Regions from separate parts of the Sus scrofa genome. Here regions 1, 3 and 4 are each linked to region 2. Evidence: chromatin contacts called from public Hi-C and HiChIP or PLAC-seq data. All regions are on one chromosome and are shown on one strand. The core of a region is the stretch at or near the end of the contact, and the rest is flanking DNA. Distances in the headings are between cores, read along the strand shown.

Region 1 (3,332 bases), core at 642-3,141, 110 kb before region 2:
GCCTGGCACGCACGTTAGTATCTGTCTTCCTCTCGGACTGTTAAGAATTTGTGGGAGTGTTTCAAGAGTTGACTTAAGGTTTTTTTTTTACTCCCAGAGACATGAATAGCAGTCTCTTTGATAAGAATGTAAAATATCAATATATCAGAACATTGATATAATACTGACTGGAAACTTTATATAGTGATCTTAGGAGACGCCTGAAGAGATAAGCGGCCGTGCTTCTCTCTGGATGACCTCATGGATTGTTACCGGTAATTGTTACCCATCCAGAGTGATGCTGCCATCAGCCCCGATTGACCAGAGATGCTGTGTAGTCTGCCTTTTCCCGCTTGCTTTCTTGGTATAGTTTTTTGTAGGTTCACGCATCCCCTGTGCTTGAAAAACAACTGTGTAGCTTCTTTAGGTGCTGATTTACTAATACGTAAAATAAACATCCATGTCCAGATGGGGAAAACAGCACTGGTCCGTGTAGCAGGCGCTCAGCAGGTGTTAGGCCGATCTCCCGGCTGTTCTCCCAGCCCTGTCTTTATAGAACCTGAGGACATGAGCTGTGTGTTAAATCACACATACGGCAAATTATATTTGAAGCATTGAAAATCAGGAGAAAGTATTTACGCTGTTATCCGTGAATGAAAACTGTGTATTTCAAAAATATTTAACTGGAATTGCTGTTGTGGCTCAGTGGTTAACGAATCCAACTAGCATCCATGAGGATGCAGGTTCGACCCCTGGCTTCACTCAGTGGGTTAAGGATCTGGCGTTGCCGTGAGCTGTGGTGTAGGTTGCAGATGCGGCTCGGATCCCCCGTTGCTGTGGCTGTGGTGTAGGCCGGCGGCTGCAGCTGCAGTTGGACCCCTAGCCTGGGAACCTCCATATGCCACCAGTGCAGCCCTAAAAGGCAAAAAAAAAAAAAAAAAAAAAAAAATTTAACTAGCACATTAGTTTTCCTTTAAACACTTGAAGAAGTATCTTATGGTCTTTGTTCTCCACTGATGTTTGATTTCCCAGGAGGCTGTGTTTCTTAGACTCAGTGCAGTTTTCTGTGGGTTGTGTGCTTGCTTAGAGGGACGGGGCCCGTGCTGCGACTCCGTGCTGTGCTGTCCCCAGCCGTCTGCCTCCCCTCAGTGTGAGGTGGCCTCAGCCCTGGGAGGCATGGCTCTGGGGACCTCACTGGCTCAGGAAAGGGGCGAGATTTCGAACTGATTTCATGGCGGTTTATTTCCTGTGGAAGCAGGAGGCAAATGTTGCATCGCTTTAAAGCGGTTCGGTTTGGTGTTGAAGCCTCCTCTCTTCCTGTCTGCCTGCCCCTGAGAAGTGGGTGAGAAATTCCCTCGTGGGCCTGGATGTGATAGCAGCTTCATCTCTCTTATCCCACGCTCACTGACGTCTGCCCAGAGGAGCAGCTGGAGGTCCGCTCTCTGTACGGCAGCCTGTCATAAAGTTTATTCTTGGTAGGAGCGCTTCTGGGGTAAGAGCCAGGCTATTATAGGAGACAGTCCTCTCTCTGAAGAGCAGCACTTCTTTCTGTCAGCTGGGGCTCGTGTTTGAATGTCTTGTTCCCGTGACAGAGCGTGGAGAATGGGGCAGGCCCTCTCTGAAGGCTGTGTTTCCCACTGTCATGAAATTAATGTCTTTTACTGGACGTGACAGTGCGACGGCACATTTTTCATGTGAAGGCAGCTCTTGCTTGAGCTGTTAGCCAGCGAGTTTTCCTGTGCATTTTTAGTACTTCAGTGAAAGAAAACAGTAGATTCTTCCACAACTTTGAGACCTCATTGAATTTCTTCTCCTTGTGTTACATAATTGACATCTTTGAAATTCATCAGCAACTAAAACAATAGGGAACACGCCATATATTCATGTCTCAGCTTCCTTTGTGCTGATGAAGTGTCAGATTTATTAATCCAAGTGACCGGCAGTGAGGACCTGCTCTGTCACTCCAGTGATGCTTTAGTTTGGCCTGCCTGCCTCCTTCCGTCCCCCACTTCCTTTTTTTTTTTTTTTTAGGGGCGCACCCATGGCAAATGGGAGTTCCCAGGCTAGGGATCGAAGCCAAGCTACAGCTGCCGACCTGCACCACAGCCACAGCAATGTGGGATCTGAGCTGAGTCTGCAACCTACACCACAGCTCACGGCAACGCTGGTTCCTTAACCCACTGAGCGAGGCCAGGGATCGAACCCGAAACCTCATGGTTCCTGGTCGGATTCGTTTCCACTGCGCCACGGCAGGAACTCCTTTTTTTTTTTCCCCTTTTTTTCCTCTCTCTCCCTTTCTTTCTCGCACTTTATCTCTTTCTTATTTCTATCTCCCTCCCTCCTCCCCTTCTTTCCTTCACTTGCCTCGGTGGCAAATGGGATTGAATTCAAGCCGTGCCTGTGACCTGTGCCACCGCTGCAGCAGTGCTGGATCCTTTATCCCACAGCAGGAACTCCCTTGGCTTTCTCTTTTTTTCCTTTTTAGGGCCGCACCTGTGGCATATGGAGGTTCCCAGGCTAGGGGTCAAATTGGAGCTGCAGCTGCCGGCTTCCACCACACCACAGCAACACCAGAACCGAGCTGCATCTGTGACCTACAGCACAGCTCACGGCAGCACTGAATCCTTAACCCACTGAGGGAGGCCCGGGATGGAACCCGTGTCCTCGTGGATATTAGTTGGGTTTGATACTGCTGAGCCCCAGTGGGAACGCCTGGCTTTCTTTTTTTAGTTGATAACTTACCTTGTCATTTCAGTTTGTTAGAATTTATATAATAAGCACGCGGTGGGACTAAAGAAGCCAGAATAGGTTAATATTCATGGTAATGATGCGAATACCGTTCTCATCAGAACCCGTCACGTTCTCATAGTCCTTTCACTCGCATTCTCTTGGGGCCTCGGGACAGTCACACAAACTCTGCAGCGTGGAGGGTAACAGCCCTTCTCACAGGCGAGACATCTGAGGCCACGATAGACGGGCTGGTGCACCCTCAGTTACTTGAAGGGGCTGTCCGGGACTGCCGGAGCCCGGATTTTCTGACGTCTTTATCTGAACAGTTAGTTTTAGATTCTTGTATTGGAACTGAAAGGGTCCCACACAGAGTGTTTTTATTGAGAAGTTTGGGGGTATAGTTTGAATAAAGGTGATTATTTGGTTTCTAACTCATTGAAAATGAAAGTTGTCAATGTCGGACCCCTCGTTACTGCTGGTCCAGTTGCCAGCAGCAGCAGCAGCAGCAGCGACAGAGCCTGACAGGATGCTGAGAAGGGCCCTGGAGCCCAGAGCCCTGGCTCCAGCTGTTGCAGGCAGTGAAAAAACCCTCTGTCTGAATAGATTCTCTTTATTATTATGTC
Region 2 (3,216 bases), core at 427-2,926:
GCCTCGGGACGGACGCAGAGCCAAGCCCCCACCCCAACCTCCCGGGCACCTCCTCGGCCAGGCTGCCTCTGGGTAAAGCAGGCTGCCACGGACACAGTGTCCAGAACCATCAGGGGTCCCTTCTGTCACCGAACAAGAGCCTGTGGGCTGCTCCCTCCGCTCGGCCTCAGCCTCCAGTCCGGCCGCGGTGCGCCTGGCGGGGACGTGGGCAGGATGGGCCCTGAGGGTACCGCTTGGCCAGAGGGAGCGACAGCTGGGCCGGCTTAATCCAGGAACAAAGGGCAATGAGGAGAGGTGACAGAAACCCGGCCCGGGGGAACGCGGGACAGCAGGGCCAGGGGGAGAGCTGCCCGGGCCCTGAGCCGCGTAGGAAACAATTCGAAGCGCTCTGGGAGGTTGGCGAGCCGTGCAGGGCAGCGCCGGGCTCAGACCCACACAACTGGCATCTTTACACACAAACCCACCTCCCCACTTGGCAGAAGACATGAGGAGCGGCAGCTCCAGCAGCAGAGGCTCAGGATGACGGCTTCGTCCCCAGCGCCCTGAGCCCCCGGGCGCAGTGCAGAGATGGGCCAAGGTCAACAGGCCTCCTCCAGGGTGGCCTGGAGGGAGCAAGAGGCCAGCCTACAGCTTTGATCCGACCTAGGTGACACTGCCTTGCTGGCGCTCTGCACAGTGGAGGGGTGGCTTCTTGGTGACAGGACTAAAAACGCGCTACTTTAGCCATGGCTTCTGCTTAGAAAAGACACCCGTGGTCCACGGAGTTTCCAGGGGCTCAGGGGTCTCCAGGTCAGGCCACACCCGCGCAGACTCCCACTTCCCTCAGAACCTGGCCAGCTGGCCCTGAGATTCGGGCCGAGAAGCACGTAGACAGTTTGGAGGAAACTGTCTACGTGCAGACGGGGGGGGGGGGGTCTCTCCAGCAGATGCTGTAACGCTGGCAGTTCTGAGGGTAACCGGCTCCCTCCCCAGGAGCCCAGGTTTCTCCGGCACGTGGGCGCCTGCAGGAAGGCAGAACCGAGGTTTCCAAACTGGTTCAGAACCGCGTGGGGCCCGTGAAAAGCAGATTCTCACACTTCACCCCCAATCTGGAACCCCGCTTGCTGGAGGCCCCAGCCCAGACTCCACGGCCAATGGGAAACTGGGTGCGTGTCCCCAGCCCCCTGCAGTCTCGTGACCTCCCCACAAGGACTCCCAGGCCAAGGAGTCTACTGCACAGGACTGAGGAGTCTAATGCACAAGGTCTTAGCTCTTTGCTGGAGGCACAAACAGGCTGCTGGATCTCAGGATTTGACCACTGTCCCCTCCCCAGGTACAGGGCTCAAGTGGTGGGGGGGTCAGAAAAACACCAGGGATCCCTCACCTGCTGAGCCCCAGGCCTAACAGGTCACTGACACCCCATCTGTTCCTCCTGGACAGGCCCTGCCATGGGGGTGGGGACAGGCAGCCAGTGGGGAGGGAGGGCTGCAGGCAGGGGACTGGGGACAGGAGACCACGGACCTGCCCGCCCTCCTGTCACTCCGGGCACCACTGCCAGGGCGCCCAGAAAACTGCCCTCCACCTGACAAAACCCGAGTGTGAGCCTCCCGGGGGAGGGGACACAGATAGACTCTGCTGGCCAAGGACACACAGGGGTCGGGCCATCTGGGGCCGAGGCCATCCTGCAGCACGAAGCTTGGCATCAGGGCAGCCCTGACATGAAGCCAGGAATGCCACCAGAGCCAGAGCCATACAGACACCCCTCCCTCGGCACCCCCAGGGCGGGCCTGCACCAGCACTCAGCCAGGCCCCTGGAAAAGGGTAAAAGCTCGGATTCCACGAAGGGTCTCTCTGCTCATCTGGCAGCTCAGGGCAGACAGACGAACCGCCTGGAAGAGAATCCAGGGCAAAAGCTCTGCCGAGGGACCAAGAGATGGAGTGAATAAGCCGAATTTCTCAAAGTTCTCAGTGTGGCTCAGATGCCACACATGCAGGGCAGCTGGGGGAGTCTCTTCAAAGCAGAACAGCTCTCACCCACGGGACGCGCGCCGCCGCCAGGGAAGCCGCAGAATCTGGGCTCGGCGCCACCTTGGTGCCCGTCCTGGGCGCTGGCGGGCGGAGGTCACAGGGCCTCGAAGGGCCCGCCAGGGCATTTTCCCCTCGACCACACCGGTCGGGGCGGCCCCCACGATCTCCACAGCCTCCCGGCCCTTCCCAGCAACGAACACTCGGAGGGATCCACCGGCGTCCTGGCGCCTCCGAGTCAGGAGCGCAGACACTGGGCTCGAGCGGGACCGGGGGGCGACGGCGGCATGGCCGGTCACGCGGCAGGACGTGAGCAGGTGGCTGACCCAGGACACTCAGGGCGACCCGGGCAGACCTCTCACCTGTCACATCCCCGCCGCAGGACAGCTGGGGCTTTGCGTGCCAGGGCGCCTTTTCTACCCGGCGTGGAGGCCACGCCCCAGGTGCCCGCGGTCTCCGCTGGGGACACCCGCTCCTTCCCCCTCCTCTGCCCCTCCTCACGGAGAGCACAGCGGCGCTGCGCGGGGCTGCACCGCACACACGGCACTGGAAGCCAGATGGCTGTCTGGGCTTTACAACCTCAGGACCAACGAGCGCGGAGGCCGGGACCTTGCCGGGCGCGTGGAGATCCCGGCGGGCTGGAGGGAGGGCGGCCGGTGCTGCCCCCTGCCGGCCACCTGCCGGGCCGGCAGGCTCCCGCCCGGCCCGAGGGGACCTGGGGCCCGAACACAGGTCTGAGCTGCCCACAGGGAGCGGGGAAGCAGAGAGAAAGACCGGAGGGGACACGGGGCTCGGACAGTTGTAAGAACTTGATCCAGGGCACCGCCTCATAGTGGATGCGACGAACAGGTGACACTGCTGGGTGGGGGGGTAAATACCCTTCCTACCTCAACCCTCCCGGGACCCTGCTGCTCAGCATCCAGGGACGGACCTGTGGGCATCTCGTTTCCCAGCCTGGGGCGGTGTGACCTCGTGCCCCCACGAGCTGGAAGCTGAGGCCGCCGCGCCCATTCCTGAGTCACCAGCTGGAAGTTCTGGGAACAGAGAGTAGTGCCAGCCAGGCCCTCGGAGGGAAAATTCCAGGCTTCCAGACACTTCCTAACTCCCCCCACCCCCGGCCCATCCACCCTGTCTGCTCCTCTTCCATCACCTTGCTGGCTGTTCGCGGAGCTGCTTGCTGCAAAACAAATGTAGCTGTAGTCTCTTCAATTC
Region 3 (3,316 bases), core at 475-2,974, 74 kb before region 2:
TCATTGGTCCTGAGGGTTGTGACAGTGCCTCTAAATTTTAAACTTCTTGTGTAATACTTTGTTTGGATAAAGTAAAAGATTTGTATGTGTATAAACCCTGTAAAGAAGCATAAAACCAGCGGCTGTGCCAGCCGTCCAGATAGAAACAGGATCTAGATGGAACCCTTCCCTGTAGGTACCCGGGGCTTTTCTCCCTTCTGTTTTATAAGCACATTTTATGTTGCATAGGTTATTTGTGCCAAATGATTTTTTTTTTTATCATGTTTGCAAATGAACGTTGCTGGTGAGCCCCCTAGCCAGTGTTCTTGGCACTTTTCCCAGCCTCTACAATCTCGGTTCAGTGTGTTTTTATTTCCAAGTCCTTGTAAGGGTAGTTGAGTAGCCACAGCTTCAGGCTATAAATAGGAAACACAAAGTTAAACAGGGTTATCTCTTAGAAATAAAACCTTCTGGAGTTCCCCTTGTGGTGCAGCGGAGGCGAATCCGACCAGGAACCGTGAGGTTGCGGGTTCGATCCCTGGCCTCGTTCAGTGGGTTGAGGATCTGGCGTGCTGTGGCTGTGGCATAGATCTCGCCACAGCTCTGATTTGATTCCTGGCCAGGAACCCCCATATGCTGTGGGCATGGCCGAAAAAGAAGAAAGTGAAAAAGGAAGAAAGCATTCCTTGGGAGCGTTCACTGCCCACACCCGTCTTACTGCGTTTTTTACGTCTCTGAATCGCACACCTTTTCCAGCTGAACCATGTGACTTACGTTTACATACAGAGAGAATGTCAGTGGTCGGAGAAGGAGCTTTCCCGTTTTGTAGGCATGATTTCTAGTTGTCAGGTTGGTCACGTGCACTTGGTAGGAAAAAAGTCTGTTGTAGTGGAATGGGTCATATCTGCTAGTCACCACAGCACTGTCTTAGTTAGGAATTAATTTGGAGTTTTTGCGTCACCAGAGTCGGATGAGTAGAGCTCCTCCAGCAGGAGAGTTCCCTGGTGTGCTTCCTGGCTCAGTATTGGTGTTAGGAACATGCACACATACTGATTTTCTTCGGGCGGTTTTAGATTCATGGCAAAATCGAGTGAAAATATGGAGTTCCCATACCCCCACCCCTCCCCAAACCCACACGCCCCCCACCCCACTCTGCGAGCCCCAACCGGAGGTCACATGTGTTCCTAGCGGTGAAACTACACAGACTCATGGTCACCGCCCAGAGCCGTGGGTTGTGTCAGGATGCTGGGCATCCTGTGGCTGTGAAGACGTAGCCACCGCTAGAGGCTCAGGCAGGAGTTTCTCTGCCTTCCAAATCCCCTGAGCTCTGCCCCTGTCTCTGTGGTTCGTCTTTTCCAGAATGTCATGAGGTTGGAATCATACAGGACTGTTAGATTTTAATCTGAAATTCAGTTCCCTGTTAGAGAGGGGGAGCGTTCCCAAGCTTCAATTAACCCCTGTTTTTATACCCAAATAGTTTCCAGACACAAAGGCAGATTTTTTTTCCTGCGGCCGAGGAGCTGCAGGCTCGCCCCTCTGTACCCTGGCAGGTTCATGGTGGGTGTTGACGTGCCTCCACCCCCTCTTCCCACAGGGAGTAATGTGAGGTCAAGTGGCCTCCTAAGCTCACTCCCCTCTCGAAAGCCCTCCTGGCAGCAGGCCTGACAGGCCCTGGGCATGAGCGGAGTGGCGGGCTCGGGCCGTCGTCCCCCTGGCACGTGCCCCGGCTTGGGGCTGGGCGTTGGCCAGTGTGGCCGTGGAGCAGGGCCAAGGTATCAGGCAGCGCGCTCAGCTGGTTTCATGTCTCTGTGACAGCCTGAGAGACGTAGTTGCCAATTGTCATCAGCCAGATTTCTCGCACTTTGCTTGATGCGTTCCTTGTGTTGGTTTCCAGCAGGAGCAGGAGGCTGTGTCCTCGGATTCGGTTCCCATCCTAAGTCCGCGTCCGGGGACCGGGGCTCCGACAGGCCGCCTGTGGTCATGGGGTCTCGCGTCGGGGCTTGTGGGCGGAATGGCCAGAGGCGTGGACGGCTTTTCTGTTGTGTCTGTGCCTTTCTGTCTGGGAGGGAGGAAACTGCGCCGAGCGGGCCGGCCCCAGGGCCCCGGGCAGCCGAGCTCCTAGAAGATGCCCTCTTCTTCCTTCCGAGCCCCTTCCAAGTGCCACCTAAGATGCCTTACCAGTCTCTTGGGGCAGGACAGCCCGGTAAGACCTGGCGCGTGAGGCCTTGCACGGAGTAGGGACAGGCCGCAGGTGTCCTCGGTCGGGGTCATCTCGTCGCTCTCGGCGGTGGCGGTGGCGGTGGCTTCTGCTGAAGGCGTAAAGCCAGCCTCTCCTCCTGCTGCGCCCACAGCGAGCGTGGCTTGGCCATTCCCCGTGTCCCTTCCTCGGTCCTCAGGGCCACCGCAGAGGACTCGACTGTGTCATACGTGACACCCACGGAGAGGAAACCACGCGTCGCTCCGCGGCACCAGCAGATGCCTCTTCCCGGGGCCAGTGTGACTGGCGCGCTGGTCCCTCTGCCGCCTCACAGGAGAGGCGCCCGTGGCTCCGGGCCTCTGGCCCTTGTGTGCGCAGGCCGGGCCGAGGGCGGGTGTTTGCCCCTTTGTGAAAAAGTGCGGTGTTTCAGGAAGCCTCCTTGCCCGCGCCCCCGGCACAGTCGTGCGCGTTTGCCCGGCGTCCAAGCCTCGGAGGCGCGGTGTTGGAGCGAAGGCGGCGTGTGTGTGGGCTCAGGCCACCCCTCGCCTGTGCGGGCGCGTTCCGTGCACCCGGGCTGTCACATGTCACTCGCAGCGTCCGCCAGACCCCGAGCGTAGAACGTGGCTGCGTTGCTGTCCCCAGTGCTCCTGAGCTGGAGCGTCGCGTCGGCCGTTAAACGCAGCCTCCCCGCGATTGCGCTTGGCAGCTGCTCTTTAGTCCGTTGCCCAGTTCCCTGCCGGGTGGTTTGCCCTCTCCTCACCGGCTGTGGAGACTCTTCGCGGGGTTCGTGTGCTCCTTTCCTGCTCGTTGGTTTGTGTTGCTGACGCGTCTTCTCCTCGTTTTGTGGCTCCTCTTTTAGCTTTGTGGTATCTTTTTTTTTTTTTTTTAATTTGGAAGCATTTCAGATTTAAAGAAGAGTTGCAAAGCTAGTACAGGGTTCCCACAAACTGTATCCTCCTTCCCCAGGTTGACCGCGTGGCAGAGCCACGGTGCACTTGCTGAGAGTAAGAGATGACGGTTGGCGCAGTCTGGTCCCCTCATCTGTAGGCTGTGTTTGGAGCTCACCGTTTCTCTCTATTCCAGGGTCGGTCATGGATATTGTGCTGCACTTTGACTTGATGAACAGATACTCTTTAGTGT
Region 4 (3,166 bases), core at 340-2,839, 92 kb before region 2:
GTACATGATGTCAGCTGCAAGCTGTTATTTTTCCTGAGAGTTATTACGTGTAGGTTTTCTGTGTGCAGAAGGTGAGTTCTGAAAGCATACTCGGCTCCAGGCCCGGAGGTTGCAAAGCCTGTAGCTCCTGTGATTTGGCCGGTGCTACAATCATCTCCTGGCCCAGTGCGCCAGTTACTCTGGCTCTTCTGTCCTGGTCTCACGCTCCTGAAAGAACTGAGAGGAGACCCACCTGCTTTTCACTGTGTTTGAGATCCCTGCTGTCTGAGGAAAGCACCCTAGTCCTGTGATGCTCCGTGTGCCACCGTCCCCATTTAAAAACGGGTGGTCCGATGCGGGTGGTCTGCCCTGTGCCTTCCTCTGCTCTGTGCCCTCCGTCGGCGCGTTGCCCCTGGCGTTGCCCCTGCCTCCTCGTTGTACGCAGGGCCCAGACCAGGTCCGCTTTCCTTGGCGGTGGCCTCTGACATGCATTTATAGCCACTGTTCCCCCACGTGGCCCATGTCTCCCTGTGATGTTCTCTCGTTTGAGTGGTACCTGTTCACCGCCTGTCTGGCTGGCCGCTCAGGCGAGCGTGGGCTGCGCTTTGGGCCATACGTGGTCACCCTGCACTGACAACGTGCGGTAACAGGAGCCCAGCAAACAGATGGGTTTCCATGACTGAGGGAAGGTGATTCACGAGTGCCCTCTCCGGTCCTGGATGTTTGTTTATGCTGCTGATATTGTTGAGCCGTTAGCTCACCTAGCATCCGCAGATGCTTAAGGGTTTTGGCAAAGCTAATCATAAATGACAATATCGTTTTGTAATAAGAATGTTTGGCAGGTATGTTTGGTATGTTGGCTTTAGTAATAATTCTTTTTTTAGTTTGGTTACGCTGCCTTTTATTGGTATGCTATTTTTGTGGATCTGATTTGGTTTTGGTAAAAATTTTTTCAAACTCACCCTCTTAGGGAACGCTAACTGGATCATAAAATAGTAACGGGGATACAGAAGCTTTCACCTAAAGTAGGATTTCCAGTAAAGCCGCCGTTACTATTTGGAGGCAAGGCTTTGGAAACCATTCAGGTGAGGTCAGTTCTCCTTTATTTCAAAGGACTTTTGTTACTTGGACTAAGTGCTGAGTGTAAGACTGGGCTCCTGGGTTCCGTGCTGTGCCAGAAATAGCGGTTTTTGTTGTTAGAAAAACTAGTAGTGACAGTGGCTAAACATGTAAGAAGAAGAACTGGGCTTCCCTTGCTTCTGGAATTTTGTTTTACTAATGAGGTGGGACAAAAAGAATTTGGGGAGATGGGGAAATTATATTTATTACTTTTGTAAAATGTCCATTGTTGCTACAAGATCTTCCTCTGTTGTAAAGTACTTATAAGACCAGGCAGTGGAAGTTTTCAGACTTCCCATTTTTACTCGAGGATAACTTGTAGCTGTTGTATGACCTATTTTTTTTTTTTTTTTAACTGTCGGTGCCCCCCCCCCCATGACCCCCTTCCCGCAGGTGGTAGGGGGTGAACAGGAACGCAAACGCGTGGAAGGGCGGGCGCGCCTGCAGAGCCGACCTCCCCTTGTGTTACAAGCTCATACTCACGGATCATGCTGTGTGGTTGCGACAGGAGACCTAGTGGGGTTGATCCAGGGACCGGGGCCGGCGCTGTTAGGTCTGGCCTTCTGGCTCTTGGCCGAGGGTGCGTGTGCTTCGGGGCGGCAGTTACGGAACCGGGCAGGTGGTGCCTTTCTGTGCCTTGGTTTCCCAGAAGTTGGTGAGCTTCCTGAGCAGCGCTGGGCAGGGCTGCCTTGGGAGCAGGCTGGGCGACAGAGAGTTAACTCTTGCCGTTGTGCCTGCAGTTGAACTTCAGCTGCGACTGGTCTGCAGGGGATTGAGAAAGCACTGAGCTGGTTTTTTTCTTTGGAATTGAAGCCTTGTGGAGAGAGGGGCTTGTGTTATGACAGTGACAGGAGAAGGGCTGTCCTGTTACTCCTGATTCTTGAATTTGTTGGAAGGTGAAATGAGATGGATGTGATGACAGGTTTTTTTCATAAAGACATAGGCTTCTTAAAAGGCTGAAAGCACTCTTTGTGGCTGTCCTGTTGGTGGGATTTTACTTGATTGCAAATGGACTGTTCTAGTACAAAACAAAATATCAATGACCTGAGTTTACTCTTAATTTTAGAAAAACATAGAAAGCCATCGCCCCAGACAACTCTCGGTTTCGAGTCTGCTTTGACTTCGAGGGAATGGTTGTGGTTTAAGAGGATCCGTCTGCTGTGGTCTGGGGACTCCTGAGACCTGACAGGCGTGTAATCACCGACCAGTTGGTAAATGGTCCCCTCACTGTCGTCCCTTTTCTACTTGGGTAAAAGAGAGAAAGCAGCGCAGTGTGGCTGTTAGGACAGCCCGGCTGTTTAAGCAGTGTTGTAACCTGAAGCCTCGGGAACTTAAAAAGGGACCTATTGTGAGCCTATTGCTGTTAAGACTATTTTGGGGGGAAAGTTAATTTTGGCTGTCCGGAAAGGAGGAACGTGACGAACCTTTGTACACGGTAGTCTAGGCTTTGAGAGAATTATAGGTTGTGAAACAAGACTTGAGAAAAGGGGAGCTTTTGGAATCCTGGCGAGCAGGGCTGTGGTGGTCGCAGTCAGAAGGGCAAGAAGAGAGGCCGCAAAGTGGAAGAGCAGGTTCTGCTTTATTTCAGCCGTAAATCTCTGAGGCCTGGTGTCCTCGGAGGCAGGGGCTGGACACCTGCGTTCTAGTGACAGCCTCGGCTGTTTCCAGGTGTCCTGCTCTAAGGGTCATCTGAGGAGAAGGGATGTTTGGGTGTCCCTTACACGGAGGTAGACAAGGCATTAGGTTATTGGTAATACCAAAGGAAAAGGGGAATTGCTCTCATTCTTTACGCTGTTTTGAAGGCACTGATGCGGTTTAGGTCTGTGCGACTGGTCCGTTCACAGCGCGATGTGCTTCTCTCTCTGGTTTTCTCAGTGGAAAGTGACACACGCACACTCTTAGTAATATTTCCGGCAACAAGAAGGGCCCTCATAGTCTCTCTGTAGAGGCAGCAACTGCAAGGGTTTCACAGGAATAATGCGCCAACTAAACACGTATTTCTTGTCGGAATAGCATGATTTTTTTTTTTTTTTTTTTTTGTCTTTTTGTCTTTTGCCTTTTCTAGGGC

Evidence for each region. A called contact is a pair of places that touch in the nucleus more often than the background predicts. HiChIP or PLAC-seq counts read pairs in DNA pulled down with a chosen protein or histone mark.
Region 1: a Hi-C map of heart right ventricle shows a contact between it and region 2, with 3 times the contacts expected there. The contact joins two enhancer-like sites. A contact is called at or near these places in 4 of 47 Hi-C or Micro-C datasets (embryonic fibroblasts, heart right ventricle and skeletal muscle) and 1 of 2 datasets of contacts at active chromatin or transcription factors (skeletal muscle).
Region 3: a contact with region 2 is called in an H3K27ac HiChIP or PLAC-seq map of skeletal muscle, with 4 times the contacts expected there. The contact joins two enhancer-like sites. A contact is called at or near these places in 3 of 47 Hi-C or Micro-C datasets (epiblast stem cells and skeletal muscle) and 1 of 2 datasets of contacts at active chromatin or transcription factors (skeletal muscle).
Region 4: a contact with region 2 is called in an H3K27ac HiChIP or PLAC-seq map of skeletal muscle. The contact joins two enhancer-like sites. A contact is called at or near these places in 4 of 47 Hi-C or Micro-C datasets (epiblast stem cells, psoas muscle and skeletal muscle) and 1 of 2 datasets of contacts at active chromatin or transcription factors (skeletal muscle).

Annotation. Positions count from the first base shown.
Region 1 is chr11:1,168,835-1,172,166 of Sscrofa11.1, reverse strand. All of the region lies in intron 3 of XPO4 (exportin-4), which reads left to right. Among named protein-coding and RNA genes, the nearest start is that of XPO4, 38 kb to the left of the region's middle. Within about 2 kb of position 1,891, at least 5 of the 83 cell types and tissues checked have an H3K27ac peak or open chromatin away from gene starts, as enhancers often do. A contact at or near this core is called in skeletal muscle, where this site is marked.
Region 2 is chr11:1,057,346-1,060,561 of Sscrofa11.1, reverse strand. All of the region lies in intron 2 of IL17D (interleukin-17D), which reads right to left. It overlaps EEF1AKMT1 (protein-lysine N-methyltransferase N6AMT2), which reads left to right. Exons shown (of 5, transcript XM_021065435.1): 5 at 1-3,216. Among named protein-coding and RNA genes, the nearest start is that of IL17D, 30 kb to the right of the region's middle. Within about 2 kb of position 1,676, at least 24 of the 83 cell types and tissues checked have an H3K27ac peak or open chromatin away from gene starts, as enhancers often do. A contact at or near this core is called in skeletal muscle, where this site is marked.
Region 3 is chr11:1,131,694-1,135,009 of Sscrofa11.1, reverse strand. All of the region lies in intron 8 of XPO4 (exportin-4), which reads left to right. Among named protein-coding and RNA genes, the nearest start is that of EEF1AKMT1, 38 kb to the right of the region's middle. Within about 2 kb of position 1,724, at least 26 of the 83 cell types and tissues checked have an H3K27ac peak or open chromatin away from gene starts, as enhancers often do. A contact at or near this core is called in skeletal muscle, where this site is marked.
Region 4 is chr11:1,149,119-1,152,284 of Sscrofa11.1, reverse strand. The region is part of intron 5 of XPO4 (exportin-4); the gene reads left to right. Among named protein-coding and RNA genes, the nearest start is that of EEF1AKMT1, 56 kb to the right of the region's middle. Within about 2 kb of position 1,589, at least 5 of the 83 cell types and tissues checked have an H3K27ac peak or open chromatin away from gene starts, as enhancers often do. A contact at or near this core is called in skeletal muscle, where this site is marked.